Regions from separate parts of the Mus musculus genome. Here region 1 is linked to region 2. Evidence: chromatin contacts called from public HiChIP or PLAC-seq data. All regions are on one chromosome and are shown on one strand. Each heading gives the region's core, a stretch centred on a gene start, on an enhancer-like site or on the middle of the called end of the contact. The rest is flanking DNA. Distances are from core to core; before and after follow the strand shown.

Evidence for each region. HiChIP or PLAC-seq counts read pairs in DNA pulled down with a chosen protein or histone mark.
Region 1: an H3K27ac HiChIP or PLAC-seq map of embryonic stem cells shows a contact between it and region 2, with 98 read pairs. The contact joins two enhancer-like sites. A contact is called at or near these places in 1 of 15 datasets of contacts at CTCF or cohesin (the NIH/3T3 cell line), 4 of 484 Hi-C or Micro-C datasets (bone marrow-derived macrophages, embryonic stem cells and nephron progenitors), 10 of 115 datasets of contacts at active chromatin or transcription factors (the HPC-7 cell line, bone marrow-derived macrophages, embryonic stem cells and 4 more) and 3 of 9 other capture datasets (adipose tissue, bone marrow-derived macrophages and liver).

What each region holds. Positions count from the first base shown.
Region 1 is chr1:53,863,172-53,869,283 of GRCm38.p6, forward strand. It overlaps Hecw2 (HECT, C2 and WW domain containing E3 ubiquitin protein ligase 2), which reads right to left. Exons shown (of 29, transcript NM_001001883.3): 18 at 5,665-5,748; 19 at 1,870-1,979. Among named protein-coding and RNA genes, the nearest start is that of Mir7681, 17 kb to the left of the region's middle. Within about 2 kb of position 3,435, at least 28 of the 459 cell types and tissues checked have an H3K27ac peak or open chromatin away from gene starts, as enhancers often do. A contact at or near this core is called in embryonic stem cells, where this site is marked.
Region 2 is chr1:53,741,714-53,747,876 of GRCm38.p6, forward strand. The region is part of intron 4 of Gm32311 (a long non-coding RNA gene); the gene reads left to right. Among named protein-coding and RNA genes, the nearest start is that of Dnah7a, 38 kb to the left of the region's middle. Within about 2 kb of position 4,353, at least 9 of the 459 cell types and tissues checked have an H3K27ac peak or open chromatin away from gene starts, as enhancers often do. A contact at or near this core is called in embryonic stem cells, where this site is marked.

The DNA.
Region 1 (6,112 bases), core at 2,185-4,684, 120 kb after region 2:
CAGTTTTCAAGGCATTGATAGTAGAGCCAGATACTAAAGTTAAGGTCCAAAGACAGGCTACTGGGTTTAAATTCATGACATTATTAATAACCTTTCCCAAGTCAGGGTCTATGCTGGAACAGGTCACATAGAAAATGTTAGGATTCTGTCTAAGCTCCACCCCACAGTTACCTGGCAACAGCCAGGTAGGCCTGGTCCACTATCAGAGGAGCTGTTTGCCCCCTCCTCTCTCTCTTGTTCTCTTACTCCTCTCTCTCCTTCCCCCTTGCTCCCTCTCTCTCCCCATTCCCTGCGTCCCCTTCTCCACATGGCCATGGCTGGCCTCTACTTCTCTACTCTTTTCCTTCTCTCTGCCTGCCTTTCTCTCTCTCTACTACTCTCTTAACTCCCCTCCTCACACCCTGAATAAACTCTATGCTATACCATCTCTTGTGGCTGGTCTCTCAGGGGGAAGGGATGCCTTGACATGGGCCCACCGAGGCACCCCCTGCCCCCATACCTCACCACACCTCCATAGGACGTATCTTAATATTTCTTTATTTTTTATGATCACAACAGAAGACCTCAGTGACCACTACTCTGGCCTAAATTTCCAACCTGAATCTTCAGAACTGCCTTTCGTTTCTATTCTTTCTCCTCAGAATCCCACTGTCTCCTCAGCCTATGCTGCCCTTTTATCCAGAGTGTCCTTCTGCCTTTGGCCCATTTGGGAAACTTCCAGTTCTGATTTTTGTTTGCCAGTTTGGTCTTTTTGAGATCTTTTTTTTCCCCTTCACCTAGTCCTGGGAACCAATCCCAGGGCTAGGCAAGTTCCTTACCATCCAGCTAAACTTCAAGCCCCACCTAGCAAATTTCTATTCAGTCATCCTTCAAGGTTCCCTCACCCCTGCTATCTTAGTCTTCCTTAAACAAGTGTTCCCACACCCATGTTCCCAGATGTCTTGCCATCAGGGCACTGACCACTGAGCTATAGACTCACCACTGCCTCACTGCTTCACAGTGAACCCGTCAAAAGCAGAGACTGTAGTATTCATTTCACACGGCCATGCTCTAACTCAGCACTTGCATCACAGTTGGATGCTCAATAAATCTGTGTTACACAGACAGATTAATAGAGCTTTTCCTGTTTGTGGTATTCAATTAGACTGTAGCTTTATTATCAGAGCAATGTGTGAGAACACAAGTTAATACATCAAAGAGCATAGTAGCTTTCAGTGTCACAACCGAAGTTTGATTTTCTACTGAAATAGTGTAAATAACACATTGCCTGTAAAAAGATATAGTTGATATTCTGTCAACATCATGGCTACCTTCGGTAAAAAAATCATTTGTAAAGATCGACTCCATATCATTTACACACCTGAGCATTCATCACCCCCTAATTCCCATCTGCCTCTTCTAAAAGAGTTCAAATAAGTTTCACCCATTAGCTTGTTTCATCCGCCCATTCATCCCCCTCACACCATCTTAGACAATTAGTTAATACAACAGGAGAAAAATACCCAAGTCCATTATACCAAATAGTTTAAACTCTCAACTTTTTTTTCTTGAGAGTGGAAACATTTTTATTGTCTATCAAAGCTGTACCCCAACTAACTTTTTAAATCAAAAGAGCTCGCAAAATATTTTGTGCCCTAATATTTTCCAAGAAACATTAAGCAGTAGGCAGCAGGATGTAAAGTAGATTCTACAGCAGGATATGTTACACTACTGCCATTTATCTTTATAAGCTTTCAGTCAAAATGAACTTACAAGGAAGCGAGCTACTTAAAAAGGCAGCAAATACCACGCAGTGTGTCCTTATCAGCAGGCAGAGCACTCCATACCTGTGCTTCTCAGAGAATTCCCATATGTAGTAGGAAGACTCACCTGGTGAGTTCTGGGGAGATGATACGGGGGAGCCACGCGGGGACTGACAGTAGCTGGGGTGGAGTAAGGCATGAGGAGGCACATATGACATTATCTCTTCCTCGAATAAGCTAGGAAAAGACATGGAACAGAGGATATACGTTAGCCAATGAGGCCAAGTAAGCTGCTTCCACAGTGAGGAGGAGGTAGGATTCTATGAGGGCTTTCTTGTTTTCTTCCATTGTGATTTAACAGGTAGTTTCCTTCCATAGTTTCATACTCAGAAACATCCGTGCACAGATAAAACATAGTTTTGTCATAAACATTGCTAAATGTTGTCTGTAAGTATTTATTATGCTTGAATTTTACCTACATCCTCAATCAAAAATATTATTGTAGTCTGATATCTGTGTGGATACATAAAGGTTTAGGTGGCTGTATATCAGGCCATTCTATGAATATACTAGTTTATTATCCCTATGTCTTTCCCCAACTTCCTGCTTTTTATTACCAATGGCACCAAGAATGTTCTCTACATGGTATCCCCTGTACCTGTGAGTTTCATAGTGTGAATACAGTACATATACAAAGTCAGATTTGTTCAGTCAAAGCACACACCCACCCAATCCACCCTGACCTCTTCATCAAGCCCTGCATCTTTTGCTATACAACTTTAAAACTTTTTATACATCCAAATTTACTAATTACTTCCTATTTCATATGTCTGAATTTACTAATCACTCGATAAACCTGATAAAAGTACATTTTAAATCAAATCAGTTATTGAGAGTATATAGGAAATGAATAATCAATAACAAATTCAAGTCATTTACATTTTTTATATTTTATAATAGCAATAGAAAAATATCTTTACATGGGTTTAATGTGATTTGAATCATATCCTAAAGCTACACAGACTCTCTCACACCTTAGTGTACAGATAACCAAGTACATTTTTACCAGAACTAATTCTCTTCTTTAAAATATAAAACACCAAGGAGACACAGATTCACTTAGTATGTGGCAAGCACACTCTTAAGCCTTTGACTGAAATAAACTTAAAGTAAAATACAGAAGAACTTAGAATGTGAATAGACAACCCCCCACTTCCAATAAGTAGTAAATATTATTTATTAAAGACAGATAGTATATTGCTTCATTGCATACTATTAATAAATACATTTAATAAATGAAATGACAGTCAAGACCTAAATGTACAACATGCCATAACTGTAGAATCACTATGTGTGAGTAAATTTTCCAACTTCTTCAAAGGCCCTTTAGTTTCAGTGAACATACTTATTTCCCCAAGCAGGTGAGGAAGCAATCTTGCTCTTTATTTGTGAGATCGTTTTACATATAAGAAACTCAGATAGACTGTGGTAGTTAGCTATAATTAACTAAGATATTTAAGACTTACCATCTAAAGACTGTTTAACTAAGGAGAGAAGAAGATTGAGACTTGTAGCCAAGGCCATGCCATTTTAAAAAGCTTTTCCCTTTTGGTTTCTGGGCAGTGAGACTACAGCAATCCTCATTCCAGACATATTTTCCTAATCCCGCCTCTCCCCCTGCTGACACCTGACAATGGCTGCCCAGGGATGTTTACCCACCACAAGACATTCTTTTTCTTAATACTCAGCTTTCATCCTTTGCTCCCTGTAATGGCTGATTTCAGACTCCTCCCCAGTCTCCCCTTCTGCCCTATACTGACTTCGGTGCATAAGGCAGACTTTCCATCCTTAGGGATTCTCCTCTAGAGACTTTTACCAACCCCCCACCCCCCACCCCCACACATTAAAAGTCTCTACTGTCAGAGGTTGTTTGTTCCCTGTTTCTACTTCTGCCCGCCTTTCAAAAACATATGACTTTTGTTTTTCTATACTTTATTTTTATAGAAACATCTTATTCTTGCACTAGCAGATCAATAGTGTTCCTGACTATCTGGCAGGCTATACTCTTTCTAGAACTAATTCAGTACAGGTCAGTTAAAAGGGTCAGTCACCTGCTAGATTGAGAAGTGACACACCCTCCTCAAAGGTCTTAAGAGTCAAAAGATGGGGAGTAATTGAATCCTTTGGAATCTTGCTTTCATAGCAACAAAAATGGAAAGGGCTTTTCAGCAAGATATAGGACAACAGAGAGAGAGAGAGAGAGAGAGAGAGAGAGAGAGAGAGAGAGAGAGAGTCAAGGTCAAGACCAACATAGAAAACACACAAGCCCAGCCTGGTCTACAAAGTGAGTTCCAGGACAGCCAGGACTATACAGAGAAACCCTGTCTCAGAAAACAAAAAACAAACAAAAAAAGAAAACACACAAGCCTGGCCACGATGGTGGGCTCCTTCAATCCCAGCACAGGGAGGCAGAGGCAGGCTAGACCTCTGAGTCTGGTCTACAGAGTGAGTTCCTGTACAGACAGGTCTATACAGAAAAGCCCTGTCTCAAGAAAAAGAAAATAGCAAGAAAGCAAACAAAACACTGCCCTGTGGCATTGTTTAGCCCTCAGGGATAAACAAAGCATTGCCTGAGGGGTGTTGATCCTATGGAGACCTCCAGGGCAGTTTCCCAGCCACTGGATCCTGCAAAAGCATTTTATTTCTAATTTGCCTATAGTTGAGGGTTGATGTCAAACATGAGAAAGGTCTTTTTTTTTTTTTTAAACAACAACAAAAACCTTAAACTGGGTGTGGTGGCGCACACCTTTAATCCCAGTACTTGGGAGGCAGAGGCAGGTGGATTTCTGAGTTCGAGGCCAGCCTGGTCTATAGAGTGAGTTCCAGGACAACCAAGACTACATAGAGAAACCCTGTCTCGAAAAACAAAACAAACAGACAAAAAAAAAAAAAAAACCCTTTACAGTTGTCCTTCCAAAGTACTCTGAAATTTAAAAACTGAATCATTCTAACCACCACGAAGGGCAATACAATGGGTCTGTTCCACGAAGCGCCTAAATCCGCAGAACCATTGACCAAACCTTAAACTCTTAAAAACCATAAAGTAAATAAGCTACTCCTGAAACCAGCAAAAGGAGAGAAAGCACATGTTGGAAAAAGAAAAGAAAAAAGTGGAAAGAAAACTGAAAGATGACTTTTTGGTTTCAGCCTGGGACAAGGGACTGGCGTGCATATTTTCTCTACCAAAGCAGACCTGGTCCCCAGGTTCTCCCAGAATCCCTCAGTGCCTGCCTGACATACCCAAACCTGAACTTTCCAGCCCAAGGGCTGGGCTGCCCTTCCCCCAGAGGCTCATTCCTATATAACCCAGACATTTTTGGATTCTCTCTTCTCCCTTCTCTCTCTGCAATATGCTCCTTTCTCTCTCCTTCCTCTATGGCAACTTCCATGACCTTGGTCCTTGGGGCCAGTGAACTCCCTATTAGAATGCAGCTTCCCAATAAACTCATCTTTATATAATCTAATCTGGTTTAAACTGGCTTATTATTTTTGGTACTTATTAAGTGGCGGGAAAATAACCTATCAATGACCTCTCCCCTGCCCCAGGGTAAGCTGCACGTACTTCTTCGGTTAACTTCCATTCTACTCAATGAGTGTGGTATTTGATTTGTTTGTCTGTATATCCTTTTCGTCTCTCAGCAGTGTAGAAGCATGAGTAAGCTAATTTTAGGGGTACCCGATGTAATCTGAAATAAATTACCCTGAAAGCTGCATCCTAAGTTTTCAATATGACGATTTCCTTATGATTCCGAGGAGAAAGGAGGCATTTTAAGGCTACCAACACTGTGGCATATTATTTTCAAAAACATCCCAAAGTATCTGACAGCAGGAGACTTCCACCTGAGGCCCCAGTGTCACATACCTCAGTAACATGACAAGGTCTGCATCGCTTGAGAGCCGCACCAATCCAGGGGTCCCTTCCGTTCGGATAAATTGGATCTTCTCCCTGTTGAGGCAAGGAAACGGTACAGATGCTCATGATAGGCTTTGTGGATGTAACTTATTGGAGAGCCATATTTTCTATCATGGTTGTAGCATTTTTTTGTACTTAATAAGTGGCACTGTGCTATGGGACTTTAGGAATACAAATCCCCAAAGGGCACACTCCTTGCTTTTGAGAAGAACACTGCTGGGATGAAGTGGTTGAATGCTTGCCTAGCATGCAAGAGGCCCTGAATCCATCCCCAGCACTACAAGAAAAAACAAACAGCCAGGCAGTGGTGGCCACACCTTTAATCCCAGCATTTGGGAGGCAGAGGCAGGCAGATTTCTGAGTTTGAGGCCAGCCTCATCTACAGAGTGAGTTCCAG
Region 2 (6,163 bases), core at 3,103-5,602:
AAGCATACAGAGCAGACTGGCAGAGAGGTGAAAGTGGTCTTCTCAGGTTCCCATCCGTTTTTCTAAAATGTGGTTGGATGACTCCCCACAGACTCACCTGTTTGGACACTTGGTTTGGACTGCTAGCAGCAGTCCTGGAAGGTTGCTGTAAGAAGTGAACTCCTAGAGGGTGGTCCTTGAAACTCTTAGCCTGTGTACACTTCCTGTCTATCTCGGCTTTCTTTTTATGGCTGACTCATACTCCTATCTCAAGGCCTTCCCTGCCTTGGTGGCTGTAAAGGCTAACCAAACCCTTCCTCTCCTAAATTACTTCTTGTCTGGCATTTTGTCACAGCAACAAGTAACTGTGTGTGCACAAAAATGATTCCAGTCTCACAAAATAATTTGTGTTCCATTCTTGGATAAACAAAATTTTGAATGCCACTGAACTCCATTGCTTTGCCATCTAGCACTGTTACAAGTGTCCATAGATGATGTCCAAAGAGCTGTTAGCTTTGTCAATGTGATTATGAAATATAGTTTATGTTAGAGATCTCATTTGGGGATTTCCCCAGGGCAAATTAAAGTTGCTGAGAAAGACAGCAGTAGAAGTCATGAGAGTGTGTGCTTGCACAATGTGCTTGGGAGCAGAATGCTGTGTCACACACTTCAGCCAGAATAAGAATTCGGGAAACAAAGATAATTGTGTAAATTAAAATTCTCTCAATTGCTAAGGTCAGGAAGCCTCAAAGAAAGCAGCTTAACTAAATAGAACTTTATTTCTATTGCATACTGGCAAGACAAGGAGATGGCAGCTTCCGGCACTTCAGTGACGTCAGTGGGTCAACCATGGCAGAACCAGCACCTCCCAGATTTCTTCATCCCTCCTTTCAAAGTTACAAGGTGATGAAAGTAGTTCACACATGAGATGTTGGGAGCCCTCAACACCATTTCTGGTTTTTCTCAAACAAACAAACAAGCAAACAAACAAACAAACAAAACAGAGACCACCCAACAGACATCCGGTTCATCTTCAATTCCAAGTGAGCTGGAGTAGCCACTGTGTTGGAGGCAGAAAAGGGAGCAGGGCTTGGCTATGGCTGACACAGCAGCCAATGGATAGTATTACCTTTAAGAACTTGCACTGAGATCTTATGTTGGTGGCTCCCGTGTTGTTAGACCTGGTTATATGAAATCTATTTTTCTATATCAGCAACATTTCTGTTCATGAGGTCTTTACACATTAGAGGGAATGCACAACATGGCCTATTGATTCCTGTTAGATCAGTGGTCTCTCCCCTTTCCTTTCTGCCATGTATCAAAAAAGCAGAGCTACCCCACCTAACCCTTTGGGTCCTGTTTTAGCCCTGGAAGCTCACAATGGACCACTGTCTATAAGATCCTGAGGTTTTTCTCCTTAAATAAGGGAACTAGGCAAGGGCTCACTCTAACCAGTAAATATCTCTCTCCTAAAAGTCCCTTCCCACAACATGCTCGGATATTTGCAAATAAAAGTTCCAATGGAAGACAGCAGTGACCTCCCCTCTAGAATGCAGAAGTCATTTTTTAATATGAGAGGGAAAAATACTTGTTGACATCATAAATTTGCATCATGAAGTTTGCTTAGCCACACTCTATTCAACTATTCAATCACAGACCAGGATGTTCAGTATTGGTGATAGACCATAACTGACTCAAGAATTCTTGGACTCTTCTTCTTTTGTTGGTTTGTGATAGTTTTCATATTATCTTATTATATTTTATTGTTATACTTTTTAAAAATGAATGAATGTATACAAACTAAAAGGTCAACAACTGAACTGTCACTTATGTCTGCTAGAAGAGGATAAATCAGTTTTCTCCAGTACACTGACACTGGGAGTATGAACCATTCAGGAGTAGTTGACCAATATATAAGGCACTCGACAGGTTTTTGGTTTTTTGGGTTTTTTTTTTGTGTGTGTGCATGTGTGTTATTTTATTTTGTCATAGATTAATGGGGGATTGTTTTGTTGTTTTTGTTATTTTATATTTTTGGGTGTGATTTCATGTTTTTAGTTTTGGAGGTTTGTTGTGTGTGGGTTTTTTTTTTTTTTTTGAGAACGAATTTAAAGTTGGGTGGATAGAGAGGGGAGAGGATCTGGAAGGACTTGGAGGAAAGGAAGAATATGATCCAAATATATTTAAATTTTAAAATACTTTGAAATAACAAAATTAATTTTTAAGAAAGACCCCTTCTGTTGCCCATTTTGCTAAAGGCTTGCTCTTCAAGTTACAATCCTCTCCACCTCCTTCAGTCTGTTTTCATCTATGAAAAAACCTTCTTCTAACAAGCCTGATCCCTCTACTTGTGACCATGGTGTCACCTCTCTTGCTGGCATGTTTTCATCACCAAGCACCTTGAAAGCCTAGGTACTGGCTGCTTACACTAAGTCGACTTCGCCCACCCACAACCATCCACAAGCCCTGTTATGCTAGTAGCATGGCTTAAACACTTCCAACTTTTATCTTCTTCCTCCAGATTTCTTGGGGGAAAATGATCTCTACTTATGACTGCTACTTTCTCCCTCTTGGGTTAATTACTTGTAAATTCTCCATTGTGTTGAAATTGATAGGCCTGATGAATGTTTCTCAGTCTTTCTAGAGGACCGCTTGTTGAGCAAAGAAAACTCAGAAGGGTCATTTCTCCCTTAACTGTTAACCTTACACTGCCCTTTTTAAGTTTATTTTTATGTATATGTATGTGTGCCTGTGTGAATTTATGTGTACGATGTGCTTGCAAGTGTCTGTAGAGGCCAGAGGGCATTGGATCCTTTGAAACTGGAGTTAGAAGCCTCTACGAGCAACTTGGTGTGGGCTCTGGTCCTCTGTGAGAGCAATAACTGCTCTTAACTGCTGAGCCATCTCTTCAGCCAAAGCCCATTCTCTTTTTGGCCTCTCCTCTATCTTAATCACATTAGGGCCAGGAGAACAAGTAAAACATCATTGTAATGAACATATAGATTGGGATTGACTAAATGTTCCCTTTTCTATCTTAATTCATTTTTATTGAAAACTTAATAATTCACATTGTTGACAGTTGCCTTTGTGATGATAGTTTAGTAGTTAAAGTGGAAGCTGTTTAGCTTACTAAACTTGCAATCTTTAAAAGATTTTTTTACATTTCAATTATGTCAATTTGTGAGTGTGTCTATGTGCTAGAATGCACACCTGTATATAGGTGCCCATGGAGGTCACAAGACTATGTTGGATCCCCTGGAGCTGGAGTTAGTTGTGAGCCACCTGATATGAGTGCTGGAAACCAGACTCAGGTGGGCAAGAACAGCAAATAAAAACATGTAACCACTGAGTCATCTCTCCAGCCCCATAACTGCCCTTTTAGAGAAAAACTTTGCTGACTCCAATATACATGGTCTAGACAATCTAGATCTAGACTGAAAACTGAGTGGTAGCATCAAGAGATGATTACAAGATGCAGTAAGGAGATATGAATTATAAGTTAAAAATGGGTGCAGTAAGGAACTACAAAAATTGAAATGACAGAGATCCCATGTGTGATAAACACGTAAGTGACACTACCTCAAGCAAGGGATGGTACAGAGGCAAGGGTCAAGATGTGGAGGGGATGGAAGGAGAGGGGTGATGTGCTTTTCTTCGGGATATGCCATGTTTGGGGATGCTTAGATTATACCCAATAGAAATGGTACCTGGCTTAACACCCAGGAGGAAATTCTGAGCTAAAAAGAAAATTCTGGAACCTCTTTCATGCCAGAACAAGATAATAAAGCCTGACCATTCAAGGCAAGGCATACCATTTCAAAGTTGCCCCCATACAGGCCTTTTTCATCACCACAGAATGAATTGCCCAGTTTCACATATCACTTTTTCCAGCACACTTCATAGTTAATCATGTACAGTTGGCCTCAGTATTCTTCAACTTGTTTACATTTGTTTCTCCCAACGTAACACTCCTGGTGCTTAGTGGACATTTGCAGAATACTATCAGTGATCAAAACAGATGCAAACTGAGTTCCTGTCTTAGAGGCTCCTTGCTCTTTGGTTGGCCTGAAGGACTGTCCTGTGCATCCAGTTCCTTGGTCTCTGCCCATGTTGCTCCTACATAGGAAGGATAGCTCTCTGTGTGTCAGAATGAACATCTCCTTTCTTGTACTTAAAATAAAGCTGGCTTTACTCGGATTTTGCTGAATATTTCCTGGGGAGAAACTGGTCTTATATTTTTCAGTGCTGATAAATTGTAACCTCCAGCAAGCCTGAAGCTGGCTGAGCCAGACCTCAACTTTGCTGCCACTAAGGAGATTACCTAGGGTGGAGCCTGCCTTCCTAGATCACTCTATTGTTCAGCCACTGGCGCTGTTCCTCTTCAAGATACTGCTACCTGCTGGGAGGTCACCGAGCTATTCCTGAGACTACACCCTATCCTGCACATGGTCATCTGCAGCTGGGCTCCAAGAATGAATTGGCGGGAATAGGCCTCCCCCTCCTTTATAAGGGCATTCGCCATTAAACATTTGAGCCTGGATCAGGAACTTGTCTTGGTTCCATTTCTCTCTCATCTGCCTAGTTCCCCTCCCTTTTCAGCCCCAGTTTGCCTCCCAGGTGAAACCCAGTTCATGTGAGACACAGGTCGGTTTCCAACAGTTTGGTGCCTAATGTGGGGTCTGAGGAATGGCAGAAAAACACTGGAGGAACGCTGCTTGGTAATGGAGCTCCACAGGAAGAAAAAGAATCAGAGAATTCATATTGGGGCACAGTGAAGCAGCAAGTAAAGTGTTGCTGGAGGTGTGGAAGATACAGGCTAAGGTTGGAATTCGGTGCTAACCCAACGCTGGATTCACTTAGGTTGGCAGCGAATTTTCAGAACTAGGAACTGATCAGGTGATTGTCTGCAGTTTTCAAAAAACTGCTTTAGGCAAGAGGAAAAAGGTTTAAATTAAATAATCAGGCAGATGTCCGCAGACGGGAGCTGCATCAGGCGGCAGAAACAGGGTTTGTAATAATAAAATAATATAGAGGAAAATGGATTTTGAAACTCTCCCAGAGGCAGAGAGAAATTTCAGGGAACACCCTGCCTTTTTCTCTCTAGCCCTTACAGCAGAAGTTCTCTGCCCTCTTTGTGTTGTCTAATGTCTGGTGCACCAGTCTGTTCACGTGTTCAGTTCATGTGTGTTCGTGTCTAGTCATCTGAATGTTCTGTGTTTCATGTTGGAAAATAAAGATGGCTAAAACTTTATCTGCTGGTTCAGCAAGAGAGTGACCACAGGCTTTAGCCAGGATCAGGCACAGCAGGAGGGCTCCTGCTGAAAAAAGTTTTTTGAGAAAGGGAGTCTGCAGCCTCTTAGTTTTGGGGTGAAAAAGCTGATAGATGTTTTTTTTTTTTTCCTGGAGGGTTCTCTGCAATCGTGATTATTGCATTTAGCTAATGACAAGGTGCTTTTTTTTTAATCTCATAGTTATAGCTAGAAAAATTGAAATTCTTTGATTGGTCTAAATTTATTAGACTCGTTTAGCTGCTTCATTTGGTTTTTTACTGGTCTTAGAGGTGTAATATGCTCTGCGTGTCTTAATCACAAGAGTATTAGCTTATTGGGTATGATCAGAAAGGTGTAACACTGGTTACTAGAAAGTTAGCTTTAAATTGGTAACTCAGGTTTGGAAGCTTTCAAACATGTGGCATAAGGCAAGCCAAGAGGCTGGGCTTCTAAAGATACTTCTAGCTGAGATAATATTTAATGTGATTCTTATCCTAGAAAGTAGAATTAAAGATAAGATTTAAAGCAATGTCTCTTTAATGAAGCATTGAAATCTGCACTGTCATGCATCCATAGGTATAAATTGGCAGCCAAATTTCACAATGTGGTAGTGAACTTTTAATGTTGATTCTAAGGTGATAAATTGTTTTGAAATTGGGTTTTGCTTCCCCAAGGTTGTAGTTATACTCTAAAATTGCAAAAGAAACTTAGAAATTCTAAAATCTGTCCTCACGGCAAAATGAACTATGCTCAGAGCAGCATCTGCGCGGCTTGTGTGACTTTCTTTTGCCTTGCAAACGGTGCCTAAGGAAGCTCTGGAAACTTGCCTCTCCTTGCCTTCAGGGAAAATTCCTTTTAGCTAAAAGAGCACCTTTGCAGATCTTCCCAGAAGTTCTATAAAGTTTAAATTCTAA